Regions from separate parts of the Hordeum vulgare genome. Here region 2 is linked to region 1. A link is a contact called in public Hi-C data. All regions are on one chromosome and are shown on one strand. Each heading gives the region's core, a stretch centred on a gene start, on an enhancer-like site or on the middle of the called end of the contact. The rest is flanking DNA. Distances are from core to core; before and after follow the strand shown.

The links. Hi-C and Micro-C count contacts between places; a contact is called where the count stands out from the background.
Region 2: a Hi-C map of leaf shows a contact between it and region 1, with 2.2 times the contacts expected there. The contact joins two enhancer-like sites. A contact is called at or near these places in 2 of 6 Hi-C or Micro-C datasets (leaf and seedling).

The regions. Positions count from the first base shown.
Region 1 is chr3H:596,680,811-596,683,435 of MorexV3_pseudomolecules_assembly, reverse strand. No RefSeq gene overlaps it. Among protein-coding and RNA genes, the nearest start is that of LOC123445492, 7.3 kb to the right of the region's middle. Within about 2 kb of position 1,310, at least 3 of the 3 cell types and tissues checked have open chromatin away from gene starts, as enhancers often do. A contact at or near this core is called in leaf, where this site is marked.
Region 2 is chr3H:596,725,771-596,728,395 of MorexV3_pseudomolecules_assembly, reverse strand. No RefSeq gene overlaps it. Among protein-coding and RNA genes, the nearest start is that of LOC123445492, 52 kb to the right of the region's middle. Within about 2 kb of position 1,340, at least 1 of the 3 cell types and tissues checked has open chromatin away from gene starts, as enhancers often do. A contact at or near this core is called in leaf, where this site is marked.

The DNA.
Region 1 (2,625 bases), core at 61-2,560:
TTCTCGTCAAACTTTATTGAATAATTAATAATATGATTGTGTGCATCGCTAAATGTTGATTCCGAATGTTGCTCCCTTTTAAAAAAAACATATTGAATTATTAGAGGGTGCTTAATACGTTTTAGTCCAATGACTAAAAGTAGTGAGACTAACACTTGCTAGCCTCATTCATGCTTGGATCCAATCCAGAACTCGTCTGTGTTAACATTATTATCCTTCAAACCGTCCAATCCAGAACTCGTCTGTGTTAATGAAAAGGAGTTAAATAAGGAGAGAGATGACTAATCCATATTTTAATAGAGGTACCCCTGCCTAAAAAAAATAGTCTCAAGACTAGTTTTAGCCTATCTACTAGTACGGGTTAAATAATAAATAAAAAGCTTAATGTTATTATCCTATCTTACTTCTACTATCTACTGTAAATGTAGTAATTTAGACTAGTAGTATCATAGTACTCCATTATGAGTATGTTACTTTCCACTATGAGTAGACAAGTTGGGTTGGTTGGGACGTTTTGCGGGTGTTTAGATGCAGGAGCATTGGAGTTGCCCTATACTTACTCCAGCTGGCACTTAGAGGAAAGTGCATGTTAAAGAGACGGGGGTTGCCTGCTTCTTCCCCATTGATTGCTGTGCACCCCAAAGGTCCTAGCAATGGAGGGACCAGGACAGACAGCGAAGGCTCACTCGACTCGCTCTCACGTTACCCTACCAACACAACACGAACACGGACCCACGACCATCAACCACGCCATGTGTGCATGTGTAATGCAGTAACTGCTCGCTGCACCGATATGATGCTGATATCCTGCGCGCTGGCCCCCCGCGTCAGATCCTGGACACGGTGTCGCAGTCGCTTCGCCGCCGTGGCGGAGGCCGGTGCTTCAGCTTCACCGCAGCCACGCAAATCCTCCATAGCCTGGTCACCGCGCGCGCTCCACACAACCACAGCGTACTGCACGCACGCAGAGGCCGAACTAGCCTGCTCAGCGTGTGGTGCGCCATGCACGGCGGCCCACCGGCACCCTCGCCGCCAGTCGACGGCGAGGCCGCGCGAGGAAGCGAGCGACAGCGACGGAGCGGAGCATGCATAGCCGCACACGGGCGCGCACGGACACGAAGGGAAAAATAAACTAGGAAGCCGAGTGAGTCGCCGGCGGGCCCGAGCCCAGGCCCCTTGACACCGCAGCGGCAGCGGCAGCGGCAGCGGGCGAGCAGATGCCAACGCAAGCGAGCTACGCAGGCAGGTAGCAGGCGCCTTTCCATCACGCGGTTTCCTCCTCCTTTCCTTTCCCATTCTTTTCTTTTCTCCAACGGCTCCGCTCCGCTGACGCTTCCTTCCCCGGATCACGGAGAGCGAGAGCGGCGCAGCGCGCAGGTGAGGTGGGCCCCGGGGCCCGTAACGGTTTCCAACTTCGTCTACCCCGCTCCCCAGCAAGCTGGCTGTAGCTAGCTAGCTACTGCCGCGGACGGCGCGGTGTGTCTCCGGTGGCCGAACGCCGTGTGCGTGCATGCTTTCGCCGGCATCCTACTCCATCTCCATCCATGGTCAATCGGTCTGGGCTAGCTAGGAACCACCGGCTCCGCGAACATGCTCGATCATTCCAAGCCCATGTCAACGCCAACCATTCCATTTCCATCAGCGGTTTTCATTTACATTTGTTAACAAAAGCAACTCGAACGGAGCAATCCGTTTCGTTCGTCGTCGTTTTTCTAAATCCACGCAGAAAAAAGCGATGGTCCAGTGCACGGATCCATTTTCAAAACGCGACCGTTTCATGTCTGGCCGATCCATTTACGGCTAAAATTTAGGATTAAAATGCATCGGTGCGGCCGCCAAACGGACGTGCGCGCGTCCTCGTCTGCATGTGACGGGCTGGTCTACTTGTCACACATTCTCCCACCCACATCTGTCTGTTTATTTAATTCGTTGGCCCATCATCATTCATCTTTTTTCTATTATTTTAATACCATAATGTTGTCTACTTCCTTACCGTTGGGTGCATGTGACGATTCATTTAAAAAAATGAACACGAACAGGCCAACAGACGACTAAAGCGGACAAAAGACGGAAAAAACGTTGTCCGTTTAGATCGTTCCGTTAAAGTTGCTCTAAGCCTTTTTAATGTAATTATCTGGTATGTGTTCGTGTTGGTGGAGGGGATTGCTTAGAACAAATGCTTGCACAGACGAGATTAAGCAAGCTGGACCTCGCTTTTGGGGCAGGCTGTCTTCTCTCTTTTCAGGGACAACAGACACAACATGGCCCGCTGACTTTGGAATGGAAATTTCATCTCAAAAGGTAGTTGTCTAGAAAAGAAAACAAAAGAAAAAAGTAAGTCTGCATACGCAGACAGGTCGACAATAATGCATTTGCAAAACAGATATCAGGCAAACAAATATTATCTCAGTTTCAAAATAGTTTAAATGAACTAAACCACGACAAGTACTATGCAAGCGAGGAAATATTTAATCAAATATTTTGTTCATGATGTTTTGTGGAAAAAATGTGTAGTTGACATCTTCAACACCGACCCGTAAATTTTCTTCTGCATGTGTCTGCGGACATGAAGGACCAGTCCGTAAACATGGATGCGGAAAGTGGTTATCAAAAACCACCCACATA
Region 2 (2,625 bases), core at 91-2,590, 45 kb before region 1:
TTTTTACTGATCATGTTGATTCAAGCCACAAACATCACACGACCAACTAGCTTAGATTATCTTTTGCCTAGCTAGGCAGCATTGTCATTGCCTGGGAGATGCCCTTTCCCCTAATCGTGGTTACGTTGGAGATGAGATGGTGTCTGTTCGGCACGCACTCCTTGACAACTTCGTCGACGTTGTCGTCCTCGGTCCACCTGCGACCTCTTTGCATCACGTTTGTCCAGTGAGATAGTAGTAAGCCAGCAATGGCCATGTCGACTATGCCAAAATTGTGGCGCCTCTGATGAACTTTATTTTTGCTAACATCTAAAGAACATGGCGAGATACAAGATTGTCTATAATAACAAAAAACAATGTGCGCTTATTATGCTTGCAAGTATTTCTTTGGGGATGTAAAAATAATAATTTCTTTAGGAAACATGCATACACGTGCTACACAAAAATCAATGTGCGCTTATTGTGTGCTTATACGTAGTTTAAAATGTAGTTTAAAATGTGATATTGTATTGTAGTTACATTGCTGGTGTTCTTTTCGCTTTGCAGGTTTTATAAAGCTTGCCAATGGAAGTGTTCAAAGACATCTAGATTTTGTTGATCTTTTTGTTTTGATGCAAAATTAACTTAACGAACCCGAGACCCGACGTATGGATCACTCAACTATCTCAGGGGTGCGAAAGAAAAAATTCCTTTGCTTTTTGTTTCCCCCTTTTCTTCCTTTGTGGAGCAACATGGCTCACCGCCATTCCAGATGATACACGTGCTACACAACATCACCGAGGCATTATGTACGCTCAGCAATGGTGATACACGTGCCAGCAATGGTCAGAGGCAAGAATGTACGCTCAGTTGCACCACCGAGGCATGGATGAGAAATACTTCTCCTTTTCTCAGATATGACATCCATTCCATGGTACATTGAGATTTTGGCAGCAACCGTCCACACCTTTGTGTTTGTGAACGCGCCGTCATTCGTTGACAGGACAAAAAAAGCTTCACATATTGCTCCAGATATATCCTAATCCTATAGTCTGGTCAAAATGCAAGAATTAGTTTGCGGCTGTGCGTGCGCAGTTAGTTACCCATTTGGCCGTTTTGACAATCTTGGTAAACTGGATTAACACGCGCACTTTCCCCACGCACGTTCGTGTGCACCACTATGAATATGTTCACGAAGGCGACCGGCACCTTTTACCTGTTCACATCTGGATCCAAATTATATATGTATTGCTTCTGTCACCTGAATTTAATTAGCTCCGCGCGCAATAGCCATGACTCTATTGGTTGCCACACTAAAACGATCGTGTCCTACGGCAGTCCACACGCAGGTTTTGCTGAACTTTCAACCTCAGTGGGATGCATATACTGCGACCTTGACGTGACTTGCCCTCCCACCGCTGGTGAGCTGGTGAATGCACCTTACTCCCTCCGTTCCTAAATACAAGTCTTTTAAGATATTTCACTAAGAGTCTACATACAGAACAAAATGAGTGAATCTACACTCTAAAGTATGTCTATACACATCCGTATGTAGTCCACTAATGAAACTTTTTTAAAAACTTATATTTAGAAACGAAGGGAATACATGCGATGCGGCCATGCACCCAGACCCGGCCGCGTAATAGGTAGACCAGTGATTGATGCAATGATAACATTAGTCTACTACTCCGTCCATCCGAAATTATTTATCACATAAATGAATAAAAAATGATGTATCTAAACTTTAAGTGCATCTACATACATTTATTTTTATAATAAGTATTTTCAGACGAAGGTAGTACGTACTTAGCTCGATTGATAACCATTTTTTCTTTTCTTTCGAAAAGCAGGATAACGCACATGGCCTCTAGTGCATACTCCCTTTTTTCAAAATAAATGTCTTAATTTTAATACAACTTGATACTAAAATTATATTAAAGTTGAGATGTTTATTTTGAAATGGAGAGTACATATCAATGCCAATGCCAGATGAGCACATCTGCAAACACAGGTGTGTAAAATACCGTTGGCATCATTATTGTTTTTTTTTACCGTGAACACTCGATCTTAGAGCGTCTACAGCAGCAGGATCTTGCAAATCCGGTCCCTCGAACGTTCGCGGTCGCGTCCGCGGACACTGATCGGTCACGTCTTAAATTTTTCTCTTCACATCCAACTCTCTCATATTTTATCCCTCATACCCATACAAAAACATGGACAATATATCATGCGTACTGCTACTTCTCAAACAACAACGTCAGAAATTGACACGTTGATGGAGACTGTGCTTGCGTTGGTTTTTTCCTTGAAAAGGAAAGGGTGATGCAGCACAGGAGCAGTAAGTATTTCCCTCAGTTTGAGAACCAAGGTATCGATCCAGAAGGATGATGATGACTCCATAGGAAATGCCTTCGGCAGTGTACCGGGATGTGCAACGATCTAGCAAGGTGTATGACGTTGAAACATCTCGCTAGCTATCTTATGATCATGCAATGGCAATATGAGAGTGACGGCACAAGTCATGAGACGGAACGGTGCGAGTTGCATGAAAATATATCTCGGAATGGCTATGAAATGCCATAGTAGGTAGGTATGGTGGCTGTTTTGAGGAAGGAATTTGGTGGGTTTGTGCACCGGCGAGAATTG